3 separate regions of the Mus musculus genome follow, and all the other regions are linked to region 3. A link is a contact called in public HiChIP or PLAC-seq and promoter capture Hi-C data. All regions are on one chromosome and are shown on one strand. The core of a region is the stretch at or near the end of the contact, and the rest is flanking DNA. Distances in the headings are between cores, read along the strand shown.

What was found. HiChIP or PLAC-seq counts read pairs in DNA pulled down with a chosen protein or histone mark. Capture Hi-C pulls out chosen DNA fragments and counts their contacts.
Region 1: a contact with region 3 is called in a BATF HiChIP or PLAC-seq map of CD8 T cells, with 6 read pairs. The contact joins the enhancer-like site here to the promoter of Slc36a3os in region 3. A contact is called at or near these places in 2 of 484 Hi-C or Micro-C datasets (3T3-L1-derived adipocytes and bone marrow-derived macrophages) and 4 of 115 datasets of contacts at active chromatin or transcription factors (CD8 T cells and embryonic stem cells).
Region 2: a contact with region 3 is called in a promoter capture Hi-C map of adipose tissue. The contact joins the promoter of Tnip1 here to the promoter of Slc36a3os in region 3. A contact is called at or near these places in 1 of 484 Hi-C or Micro-C datasets (double positive thymocytes), 5 of 115 datasets of contacts at active chromatin or transcription factors (CD8 T cells, effector CD8 T cells, embryonic stem cells and 2 more) and 2 of 9 other capture datasets (adipose tissue and pancreatic islet).

The regions. Positions count from the first base shown.
Region 1 is chr11:54,997,014-55,001,653 of GRCm38.p6, forward strand. Anxa6 (annexin A6) reads right to left here. Exons shown (of 26, transcript NM_013472.5): 12 at 4,198-4,320; 13 at 2,782-2,840; 14 at 1,522-1,600. Among named protein-coding and RNA genes, the nearest start is that of Gm19911, 21 kb to the right of the region's middle. Within about 2 kb of position 1,853, at least 52 of the 459 cell types and tissues checked have an H3K27ac peak or open chromatin away from gene starts, as enhancers often do. A contact at or near this core is called in CD8 T cells, where this site is marked.
Region 2 is chr11:54,961,417-54,965,627 of GRCm38.p6, forward strand. It overlaps Tnip1 (TNFAIP3 interacting protein 1), which reads right to left and starts at 1,524. Exons shown (of 19, transcript NM_001199275.2): 1 at 1,417-1,524.
Region 3 is chr11:55,134,509-55,138,788 of GRCm38.p6, forward strand. It overlaps Slc36a3os (solute carrier family 36 (proton/amino acid symporter), member 3, opposite strand), which reads left to right and starts at 2,491. Exons shown (of 2, transcript NR_167707.1): 1 at 2,491-2,659. Slc36a3 (solute carrier family 36 (proton/amino acid symporter), member 3) reads right to left here. Exons shown (of 11, transcript NM_172258.4): 6 at 2,781-2,865; 7 at 751-969.

The DNA of each region.
Region 1 (4,640 bases), core at 603-3,102, 140 kb before region 3:
TTTTATTTAGAATAATTGGGGCGGGGGTGAGGGGGGAGTGTCTGACATGCTAAACAACACCTTCTGGATAGATCTATTTTGAAGTACGTTTAAATACTCATAAAAGGCAATTAAAAAAAAAAAAAAAGACAGGATCTCATGTAGCCTAGGCAACTTCAAACTAAACTACATATAAGTAAAGGCTGTCCTTGAACTCCTGACCCTTCTGCCACTCCCTGCTAAGTGCTGAGATTATAGGCATGTGCCATCATACTGTGTGATCTTTGTCTTTTTGTTTGTTTTTTCCTTAACACAGAGTTTTACTCTGTAGCCATGGTTAGCCTGAAACTCATTACATAGAACAGACTGGGCTCAAACTTATAGAGATCCACCTGACTCTGCCTCCTGAGTGCTGGGTTTAAAGGCATGCACCACCACACCTAGTCTTTTGTATATATGTATATCTCCTCTTATGCTAACAAGTCCCTGACATATAATAGACATTTAAGAAGTATTATCAAATTAATAAATAGGTGAAAATAATTTTTCAGTGGTCGCAATTAAACCAAAAATCTTGTGTTTGCTAGGCAAATGCTCTACTACTGAGCTATATCCCTAGTTTTATGATAAAAATAATTTTATACTTTATATACTATCACAAATTAGAAAAAAAATTATCCTATGTTATTAACAGATGCCAATTCATAAAAATGAATGTAATACTAGCCCCCACTTAAGTTAAAGGTCACCAAATTTAAGGTGCTACTGCTTGCCAAAGCCACGGCTCTCGGTGTAAAAGGGCAGGCGCCTCGTATAGCACAGATGTGGCACCAAGCCGCTTTCTCTTTACTTATCAGAAAGGCTGGTGGAACTGAAAAGCAGTAGGTTCTCTGTGAGCTTGGGTGTCACTTAACACTTGCGGAGGCACTTTCATCGGCCAAGCCAAGCTCATTCCTCAGATAACCCGAGGTCTCCCTCAGTGGCAGCATTTGCCTTCAAATTTAGGGAAGAGTAGAATAGAAGTTCAGCGTTCAAGAGCCTTTAGGCCACCAGGACTGCCATGTCTAACCCCCTCATTTGAAAGGTTCAGGCATAGAGGCCAGGAGGGAAGGTGAGGACCCAGCAGTATCTGGAGTAGTTTGCCAGGAGCCTGTGTGAAACCTTTTGTCCCGTCCAGTGTGGACCCCTGGGTGTGACAGTGCTCAGGAGTATACCCCCCGAAATCCTGCAGTAACAACAGTAGCAGGAGTGCCCTCTCTGCTCTCAGGATGCAAAGCCCAACTGCCAGGCCCAGGATGCAGAGGCCCTCGTGGAACCTCGGGGCTCACTGGAGGAAGCCTTGTTAGTGGAGAGCAGGCAGGATGCTCCCTGGGCTGTTAGGACGAACCAGCGCAGAGATCTGGAAACTTCAGATATAAGATGCCGCAGCTCGGGTTGGCCACCAGAGGGCAGCTAGGGGCCAACCAGCGTACAGTGGCAAGGTGCAAGCAGAAGGGGAAGCCAGTGATTAGGAGATCAAGCAGGAAGTGGGGAGGGTCTGACCTCGACTCGGGACACTGCACTAAGTTCCCACATCTGATAGGCCACCTGTGCTGCCTCCGGGAAGAACTGGCCAGCGGCACTGGAACAATGGAGGGGTTCGGGGAGAGGATGGGAGGGAATGTCATCATGGGCTACACCCCATACTTCTAGAACACTCTTATGCCAAATACACCACACACACACACACACACACACACACACACACACACACACACACACACACACACACACACACACTAACACAGACCTGTTTGGCTTTGTTTCTTCTGTAGCATGAGTTCATCCGAGGACTTTCTAGTGCCACGATTCTTCTGGCTTCCCCTAAGCTCCCTCTAACCTATGCATGCAGTGGGGCTTTCCCTAGCAGCCTTGTTGGTCCAGGACCAAGTAGGGCAGTCCTTCAACCTCTTCTTTGTTCATCACAGCAGGGTGACTCCTGTGCAAATCCCCTTCCAAATAAGCCAAGGGCAGGGCATGGCTGCTTCATCCCTTTACCTTTTTGCAAGGCACCAGGCCATGTGAGGGGCCAGTGTGTGTGGAGGGATTTCTGGCCTCTGTGGCAGTGAGCATAGTCAACAGGAAGCCCTTATGTCCCTTCCTTAACTGACTGTTGAACCCTGGAGAAGGGAGTCTAAGAACCCACCATGTCCTCGGTATAAATTTGGCTGTGTTATGGCACAGTCACCTAGTTTAATATTCCAGGAAGGGTCCCTGTAGCTCACCTGCCACCTCATCTCTTTGCCAGGCTCTCCACAGAACCCATGGCAGTCATAGGAAGAAGCCATAGGAAGTCACAGGCCAATCCTCATCCCTAGGCTTTCTTACAGGTGGGCTTCCCAGACCTGCTTCTCCTGGCTCCTTCCCCTGGCTCCTTCCCCTATCAGTTTTTGAAACAGGGTCTCACTACTCAGTCCTGGCTAGTCTGGAATTTGTTACATAGACCAGTCTGGACTCACAGAGATCTGTTTGGCTCTGGCGTGTGCCACCATGACCAGCTTAAGTCCCCTGAATTCTAATCCCCAGTCCAGACACCAGATCGACCTCCAAGTTCACAGAGCAGAGAGTTCCATATATAGTAGCCACACTTGTTCAGACACACGGTCCCCAAGACAGCAGAGACTGGAATACTGAGGGTCACTTTCCCTCATTTGTCATTCCAGCCTCAAAAGAGACCCAGGCTCATGCAATCCACCCATCCACTGGGACAGGCGCTGGAAGAGTCAGGCCGTCTTTCCATCCTGGGGCCTAGAAGTCACTTACTCATCATCTCCTCCACACAGCTTCAGCAGAGCCTTCTTGTATTCACCGGAAGTATCATTCTGGGGAAAGAGAGGAGAAAAGGTGACCTCAAACACAGCCGTGGCTCTTCTTGGACAAGAAGGGGAGGCAGAACACTTACACCAGCTCCCCCTTTTCTCCTGCCTGCAGTGGCTCAGGCCCCCAACAGTGTATGGCTGGTCACTATCCAGCAACCAGCTCTGGGAAAGACAGGAAGGAACAAGTCTCTGGCGTGTGTTGTTTGCCACCTTTCCTGTGGTAGAAATACTTCCCAGTGATAACAGCTGGCCGCCATGCTGACTTCACTAGACGTGGCATTCTGAGATGCTATTTCCCCATGGCCCTGACATTCCACTCTCCCAGGTATATATAGCACTTCCATGGGAACCATTTCCTGGAAGTAGAATTCCATAAACACACCCACGGGAAAATGCTCAAAATCAAACAAATATTTGACCAAGCCGTATGTTAATAGAGACGGCTTATCCCTCGACGCTTTGGAATGGACCTCAAAAGACAACGGCTGTGAGAAGTTCCCAGGTAAAGGCCCTGTGCAACAGCATCTTTGTTTATTCTAGATTTTCCCAAACTTTTTTCCCCATGGAATGTTCAGTGCATGATACCCATAAAAAAATCCTCTTTGGATATCATTCATGAGTACAAACTAAATTTTTTCCCCATTAGCTTATAAAATTATTACATCTGACAATCTCTTGGCAAGGCCTCACGGGATGGCTACCCCTGAGACGGCATTAGTCACCCAGCAGGCTCCAGGGTTTTCTAATGCTCATTTGTGTTCTTCAGTGAACTTCTCTGCAGATTGTGGATACCCACTGCCCTTGGGACAGCATCCTGGCCATTAACTCTAAGTACAAGCCCTACAGGATCCAGCCATGTCTTTTCTTTTACCTCCTCTCCTCACCTCCCAAGACAGCATTCTCTGTGTAGCTCTGATAGATAGACAAATGTAAATAAAGATCTATCTATCTATCTATCTTTCTATCTATCTATCTATCCATCCCTCCATCCATCTATACTTAAGAGTGTTTGTCTACATATATTTATACTTGCTATGTGGTTGCAGTGCCTAGGGAGGCCAGAAGAGGGCATTAGATTTTTCTAGATCTGGACTTAGAGATAGTGGTGAGCCCTCATATGGGTGCTGGGAACTGAACCTGGGTCCTCTGCTAGAACAACCGGTGCTGAGCCATCATTCCAGACTCCATGCCTTCCTTTGTCACCAGCTTGAACTTCCTTGAAAATGCACTATAGCAAGAACTCTTCTAATACCCAAGACCCACATGCTGCTGTGTAGAGGCTCCCAAGACCTGGGAAGGTGGTGGTGGGAGGTCTCTGCTCCCCATCCCTGCCACCCCTACCACCCCAAAGTCTGCTCACCTTGATCATGCTGTAGAGTGACTTCTCATACTTGGTCCGGAAGATCTCCCGGATGTCAAGCATATCCAGCTCGCTCCTGGAGACCATGATGCGGATCAGAGTGTTGTCTCGGGTCCCTAGGCCCTGGAAGACATGAAGGCATGAGGGACAGTGTTTGGAGTGAGGTTTCGTGGACAAGAGACACTAGCATGTGCAGAAGTAATATTTTCATAATAAAAAATTCAAGCTAGGAACAAAGAAGGCAGATGGTGGCCTTCACTTTGAAGATCTGTTGTGCCCTGTCTTGTAATACATGTCCTTCTCTTTGGTACATTGTTTCCATACTTGAATTCTCTAAGCAGTCCAACCTCACTATAGTACCCTAACACAGGAACATCTGCTCTCCCCAGGGGCAGCCGGAACCCCTGTATCGTTTGTAGCAAATGTTCATTTACTCTGATGTG
Region 2 (4,211 bases), core at 274-2,773, 170 kb before region 3:
TGGGGCAGCAGGGAGTGTGGATCTTCCTCTCTCAGGGGATCTCAGGCCTACTGCTGGGGCTCACTTTGCCTGGATCTCACTGAGAGCTGTCTGAGGAGGTGGCCTCTGGCCACGGCTGCTGGCTTCCTCGCCAGCCTTGTCCTCCTCTTTCTCCTCCCCGGCTCTTTCTCCTGTGTCCCTAACCTGCCTGTTATTCTCTGGTTTCTAGGACAATGACACCAGGGAAATTCCCAGCTCCTCATACACTGGCCCTGCCAGGCCCCTCCCACGGTCTCGAGGAGTCCTGGGTCTTTCCTTCTCTGGCTTCTCTCCCTCTGGCCCGCCTGACTCCAAATCAGAGTATCAAGCTGGCTCCAAACTGGGATCCTAGCTTGCTCCTCATCATCTTCCTGGAAGTGGGAAGAGATTAGTCCCTAAGGGAGGCAGACCCATAGGACCAGAACATTGCCCAATCCTGGGAAGCCCTACCAGGCCCCAATAGCATTTCTCTCTCAATCTACCCCATACCTTCTCATGTCTTCTAGAATCTCGCCACATTCCTCCCTCATTCTGCAGTCCAGAGGTCACTGTCAAAAGTCAGACCCAGCCTCTGGCCCTTACCTCCCCCAGCCAGGGACTTCCCTAGGCTGGCCCTCTGACCAGCTTCGGAAAAACTGGACTGCTTATTATCAAAAAAAGAAGTCCCCACCATCTGCCAGCCCTTGGCCCCACTCCCAGGGCCTCAAGTTCTCGGTGAAAGGTTCACCCTCAGAAGGAGCCAGTGGGCCTCAGAGCAAAGAAGTCTGGAGACAGGGGAGGGGTTCCTTCATTCCAGTGCTGAGGAGGGGCTCAACAGCTATTGTGTCCCCCAGGGAGCAAGATGGGTTTCCACCAACCTTCCTTGTTTGGGTTTAGACTTCCAAACTGCCCAGCTCATCCCACACCATCCCCCTCAAAATTCACATTCACACAGAGACAGACACCCAGACCATCCACAAACATAAACACTCCCATGGACCGATATATGTACCTGCTCCTGGGAGCCTGACACAAATGCAAACATGTCCTCTCACACACAAGAAAATATGGGAACAAGAAAGAGAAAAGTCCCCTTCACCCCTCAGAGAGAGGGATAGTACAGAAAAAGAGAAAGTCTCTCTTTCCTTCCCTTTGGAAAAGTTGCAGACATTCGGAGAGAAGATTGGTCAGAACAAGTACGAGGGAGAGAGACAGAGGTCAGAGGGCAAAGGAGGCTCAGGGAAGAACAGAGACACAGAATTCAAGGCCCTAGGTGGGCCCACCAAGCTAGGCTGGGGAGCAAAAGACCCCAGCTGGCAGAGAAGAGGAGGCCAAGCAGTTACTGACACACAGCTGGGAAGGTCTGGTGGCCTTGACATTACCGTGTGACGCTCCTGGAATCTGCCTTGTCACACCTACCTTCAGCCCAGGTCACTCATCCGAGAATGCACGAGGTGATCTGAAGATGTGCCCAGTGAGTGCGGCCATGCCTCCCTGTGTCCCTGTGAAGGTTGCTGGGCTTTCTGAGCTTCTGCAGGAAGGAGGGCTGGGCGGAGCTGACTCTGAGGCAGGAGGGGAATTCCCCCATGATGGAGAAGCCAGCCACCAGGCAGCCCCACAAGGCCGAGCTGAGGCCCCATCCCGCCTCTGGCAGAGCAGAGGGCCCTTTGCCAGCCTCCACCTGTTGCTCCCCAGGCTGCCTGTCACTTGTGGTAGATTCCAGGAAGGGGAGGGGGCTCTGGAGAAGAGCTGAGAGCCTGCTGGCTCCTGAGCTGGGCTGGGAATCAAGCAAAGGCAGGTACAAGGACACAGGCCACCTGGGCTGCCCTGCTGGGATGGCCTGGAGATATATGTTTCCTCTTTTGTTCAAAGTGGGGGATTCCAGTGTGCGTGGCCTTGGGGAAATCTCCAGGCATCCTGCTCACGTCCTCCTGTCTTGTTCCTGCCTCATCTGCTCCCAAGCATCCTCTCCAGAGGAGGAAAAGTTTCTCATTCTTCCCCAGATGCTGAGTCTTGCTGAGTCTCACTTGGATGTCCAGCCACACTTGGAAACCCTTGGCCCGTTCTGAACCTGCCAGCTGCAGTCTGAGCATGCCACTTCCTCCTGAGCTTTGTGTGATGGTTATTCTCTATGATCAACTTCACTGGATTTAGAAGTCTCGAGGAGATACACCTGGGGTGTGCCTGTAAGGCCTTTTCCAGAGAGGTTTTCCAAAAGAGGGAAGACCCACCTTGAATGTGGACAGCACTGTCCGGGGAGGCTGGGGTTCCAGACTGAATGAAAAGTGGGGATCAGGAGAGGGTTGTTCAAGCACTGTTTTCTGCTTTCTCTGCTCTTCCTGATCCACTAGATGTGAGCGAGCCCCCGGATGCACTTGCCACCACAGCTTAGAGCCACTCCCACACTGCCAGGCCTTCCTACCAGAGTGGACTGTATCACCTCAAACTGGGAGCCAACATAAACCCCTCCTCTAAGATGCTGCTTGTCAGTCTTTTGTCACAACAAATGACTGCTCACACATGCACGTGTCACTGACCCCCATCTCACTCACTGTCACACCCACTGCAAAGTGGGAAACTGAGTCTTGCTCTGTCTGCTTTCTGCAACTGTACCAGAAGCCAAAAGATGCTTTGTCGACACCCCTTGTAAACCACTGACTACATATATAAAGTTACCCACTGCCATTCACTACCTGCCACAAAAATGTCTGAGGAGATAGGAAGAGGCCACCTGGGTGAGAGAGGCTTTCTTGATTATCCCTAGTTCAGGACTGTCCTATCCAACTGAGTGACCATTATCCACATATGGTGGATCAAATGTAAATTAACTAAACCTAAATAAAAGCAATAATTGAGGAAATGAGGAAATAGCTCAGTGGGTAAAGTGCTCACTGATTTTGAGCCCCAGCACCCAAATTTAAAAGTCTGGTGTAGATACACACAGGCCAGTGCTGGGGAGGCAGAGACAGGATATCTGGGATCTGTGGGTCAGCCAGTCTAGCTAAACTGATGAGCCGGAGGCAGTGAGAGAACCTGTCATAAAAAACAAGATGGTTGTCACCTAAGGAGTAACACCTGAGGTTCACTGCTGGGCTTCACGTATATGTACACACATATGCACATGTCCTACACACTCACACTCACACACACATACACACACACACACACACACACACACACACACACACACACACTCAGTTCCTTAATAGCATTAGGCACCTTTCATTGTGATGTATAGCCAGGATGACAGCTGTTCCTACATGTGACTTGAGGTTACAGGTGTGTACTACTATGCATGTGGCTTTGAGCCCTTGAAGAGTGGTCAGTGCCATGAGGAAGATGGTATGGTGTAGAAAAGAGTGCTAGACTGGGAGTCAGGAAACCCCTAACTAAATTCACTTAGAAGTCATTTCTCCTGTCTGGTCTTCAGTTTCTGAATACCACATGGGCCTACAAGTCTGTCCATTCCCTGCACCATTGCAGAGGGTGTTGTTGGATGGCACTGTTCTGGAGGCTGTGGCATATGATCAGATAGTTACAGCAAACACTGGAAAAGATGTGTTTTGTCAGGAAAAATATTGCAGGGAGCTGTAGGTACCAGGGCAGATGTCTAGTTGGGATTTGGGAGCCTGGGCAGCCTTCCTGCAGGAAGTGACTTCTCAGCTGAGACCTGAAAAAAATCAAGGAAGAACACAAAAAAGGATGTTCACCACAAAGGGAATAGACTCTGTACTGAGAAGTGTCTGCACAAAATACTGGCAACCACTCGTCCCAAGTGTGACATGGAGTTTGAAGAAGGGAGAACTAAAGATATAGGCACACATCTTGCACACAGCCCATGGCGAAGGCCGGGCACACGGAAGGGGAGCTGGGGCAGAGTTTGCTGAATTCTTTTCTCAGTGGCTTCTGTGCGCTTGAGGTCGGGATTGCCCAGGGAAGGATGGGAGAGCCTCTGACTATTGCATCACTTCACTTCCATTGCAGCAGGAAGTGAAGGCCAGACAGAGGAAGTGACTTCTCCCTGAGTAACTTGGGGCCTTCCAGACTCTTAGTCCAGTGCTCAATCCCACATCATACTCTCTTCCTCAAGGCACTGGGCACTGTCAAGAACAGGGCTGGGTGGTGCGAATCTGTAAACCCAGCATGGGGGAGGCTGAGGCAGAAGTGAGTTTGAGGTCAGTCTGGCTACATAGTGAGATCCTATCTCAAAAAAT
Region 3 (4,280 bases), core at 1,241-3,740:
ATCAAAAGATAACTTGTGGTAGTCAGTCCTCCCCTACCTCTCTGTGGGGGCTGGGTATGGAACTCAGGGCCTCAGGCAAGGATCTGAGTCATCTAGCCAGCTGCTATATAGTTTCTGTCCACTAACCAGTGCTGTGTCTCCATGGTGTGTGTATCCATGTCAGTGTGCGTGGAGGCCAGAGGTCAATATCTGATGTCTCCCCTATAGTTCTCCACCTTATTATTTTGAGTCTCTCATTGAACCTGGTGTTTGCCATTTCAGCTGGTCAGTGAACCCCCACCCACCTTCCACTCTCACAGTTCTAGGGTTACATTGTGTGCTCCATTGTGCTAGGCTGTCATGTGGATACTGGGGGTGGGAACTCAGATCCTCACGCTAGGGCGGCAAACACTTTACCCACTGAGCCCTCTCCCCATCTCCCTGCTGTGGTAGTTCTTGTTATTTGTTGACCCAATGGAGAATGTGGCATCCTTCTTTATCTCTTATTATTGAACCACAAAATCCCCAGCTTCTTGCACAACACTGGACCACAGAAAACATTCAGCAACTAAATTCCCAGTGACTCACTGTTATTGGATATGACCATGATGCCGAAGATGAGGGTGTAGATGATAGTGATGCCTAGCTTGTGGGACAGAAGTGTTTTTAGAATTCACCTAGGCTCAGAGCTGGGGACCGGCCACCTTCCTCATCTTCATTTTCCCACCTCAGAAACCCTGGACCCCGCCCCTCTTCTGTGTGGTTTCAGACCTGGATGAGATACTCGAAGATCAGAGCCAGGCTGCTCAGGGTGGTGATGGTGGCCAAGGTAGAGAAGATGGACAACACCTGTGGGTTCTGGATGAGCACCAGCAGGATGAGGAAGGGCAGGATGGTGAGCATATAGAAGCGAGTGTCCAGGATGGAGGTCATCACCAGGCTCTGCCTCGGCTGGCAGACGTTGGAGGTGAAGTGGGCTTCTTCCATGATCTGCCAGAACGACACAGTGAAAGGCAGGACGTCAGTCGTGAGTCACTGAGAGTCATTTCAATTAGGATTTCAGCTCATCGACTGAAAACTTACTGCCACAGTAGAAAAGACATTATTCACGACTTGTGTGACATTTCAGTATAGCCAGATATCTTTTTTTTTTCCGGTGCTAGAGGGATGGCTCAGTGGCTAAAAAACACTGGTTGCTCTTACAGAGGACATGAGTTTCATTCCCAGTACCCACACTGTGGCTCACAGTTCCAGGAGTGCCAATACCTTCCTCTGACTCTCATGAGTCTGTAGTGCACATATATTTATGCAGGCAAAACATTCATGCACATAAAATAAGTGAATCCTTAAGACATTTTTAGATTTACTTAATTTTATTTGTATGAAATGTTTGCCTATACATCATGTACATGCCCAGTCCTGGAAGAGGCCAAAAAAGGAAGTCAGGTCCCCTGGAGCTGGAGTTTCAGATGGCTTTGAGCCACCATGTGGGTGCTGAGAACCGAACCCAGGTCTATATCCTCCGAAAGAGCAACAAGTGCTTTTAACTGCTGAGCCATCGCTACAGCTGCATCAATACGTGTCTTCTCTGTGTCTCTGCACTCATGTGTGTGGTGCTGGGGGCTCCAGAGGACAAAATCAGTAATGTTCCTCAGATGTGGCCCTCCTTGCTTTTGAGAGAGGGTCTCTCATTAGCCTGGTACTGGGCAAGTTAGGCTAGGCTGGCCCTCCAGTGAGCTGCAGGTATCCGTCTGCTTCTGCCTCCTCAGCACTGAATTACAGCTGCAGGCCAGAAAGCCTAGGTTTTTTTTTTTTTCTTTTAGATTTATGTATTTATTTTATGTATGAGAGTACACTGTAGTCAGACACACCAGAAGAGGGCATCGAATCCCACTTCAGATAAATAGTTGTGAACTACCATATAGTTGGTGGAAATTGAACTCAGGACCCTTGGAAGAGCACTTGGTTCTCTTAACTGCTGAGCCATCTCTCTAGCCCAAACCTGGCTTTTTTTTTTTTTTTTTTTTTTTTTTTTTTTTAAATATGGGGATCCTGGGAGATGGTACCCAGGCCCTTGGGCTGGCAAGACAAGCAGACAAGCACTTTAGACAGGGTCTCGCATATCCTTCAGAGTTGGCCTCAGCCTTGCCGCATAGCTGAGAATGACCTTGAACTTTTGATCATTCTGCTTCTGTTTTCCAAATGTTGGTGTTATGGATGTGAACCTCTGTGTCTGGTTTTGGGTGTCCTGCATTTTACTGGGCAAACCTAACCGCCTTACTGTAGTGCGTGTGATTCTGACGATGGGAAACATTGAGCATCCTGAAGCCCAAAGGCACAAGGCTCTTTCTGTCTGCTAGACAATCTCTTCTTCCCTGTGAAGTGGTGGTTTCCCCGCTCACATGACTAGAAAGGAGTTTCTGTTACATTAGCACATCCTTTTTAGACTTTGTGGGTGAAGCGGGGCGGGGCTGAGCATTGAGCATCCTCTGCTCAAACAGTCCCTCTGTTACAAGGCACACTGTTCTTCCTGTCTGGCTGGGTGTGCTCCTCTGTCTCACAAAGCTGTTGTAAAAGAAGGCTCTGTCTGACTTGCCTGCATTAGGAACGAGATGAGGGGAACGTGACCGCTCGTTAGATATCTTGGATGTGACAACTTGAGATGCTTTCCAGCCTAAAGGTTAGGGGCTTTGGCTTTGCTCTGGTCTCAACTGTGGTCTAATATGGGCAGACACTAACAGCCCCAGCATCGGGAGGTCTGCTCTCCTCCCACCCACTCTGCCCAGAAGACCCCTCTTTACCTGTTGTAAGTTGTCCGCCAGAAACATGAAGTACACGCTGCAGAAGCCCAGCTGAGTGACGATCAGCAGGAAGCTCACAACGTACCTGGGAAGGAAGACAAGGACAAGGGAAATAAGTTACTGTTTAGGATGGATCTCATTTTCTTTTCTTTTCTTCTTTCTTTTTTCTATTTTTTAAAAAAAGATTTATTTATTTGTTATATGTGAGTACACTGTAGCTGTCTTCAGACACCCCGGAAGAGGGTGTCAGATCTCATTATAGATGGTTGTGAGCCACCATGTGGTTGCTGGGAATTGAACTCAGGACCTTTGGAAGAACAGTCAGTGCTCTTAACCGCTGAGGCATCTCTCCAGCCCCCCACCCCTTTTTTTTTTGATTTCCTTTTCAAAACAATTATTTCTGATGGTTTTATTTTGAGAAATGTCTGACCCACAGAAAAAGTTGGTTGTACAAGAGAAATTAACAGCCATAAACTCTGGCTTTGGAGAGTTAGTTTTTTGAGATAGGGCCTTGTGGTGCCCAGGCTGGCCTCTGATTAGCCAGATAGCCAGTGTGACCTTGAAAACCTGATTTTCTTGCCTCTACTCTGATAGTGCTGGTGTTACCACAAAGCCAGTGTGACCTTGAAAACCTGATTTTCTTGCCTCTACTCTGATAGTGCTGGTGTTACCACAACCACCCACATCCATTTACTCTAATGAAATTCATTTGTAGTTACCTTTGGCCTTGAATTGCATTCTGGGTATTATAGTCACAACACACACACACACACACACACACACACACACACACCCCACACTCCCCAAAAGTACTCAGTTCAATTCAGTTCATTTCAATGATAATTTCCGAAGTCATGAAATATCTACTTGAAATACCATAGGCATATTTCTCTTAGTTCTTAATAGTCAGAAATCAACTAACAACAAATATGTAATTTATATATTTTAATTATTTTACAAATATCTCTTTCTTTGAGGGGGAGGGCATAGTCTCACATAGCCAAGGCTAGCTTTAAACTTCATATATAGCCCAGACTGCCCCTGAATTATTAATTCTGCTGCCTCTACCTTCTAAGTGCTGGGATTGCAGGTTTGCCACTGTATCTGACTTAACTTTTATTTTTTTTTTGTTAAAAATTTTCCAAAGCTTTATGTTGTGTTTGGCTGTACCTCTTTTGTCTTTTTTTTTTCCATGTGGAATATTTTTGCACATTTTTTGCATTTGCACTGGTTTTTCATCAGGTCATTTTGGAGAGTCCAGGCTGGTCTTCTTATAAACTGTCACCATGGTGTGTCTGTGTGATTTCTTCCTCCAGAAGAGAGTCATTGGGCAGAGGACAAAGGCAGTGACACTTTGTTTCTCTTTCAATACACTGGAAACAAAGGTCTGTTGTCCTGGGGTTTAGGCTCTCCCTTTATTCACATACCTCCTCCCACACCCACTATAAAGTTGGATCCAGGCAAGCCTATGCATTGAACTCAATTACAGCTCTTAAATTT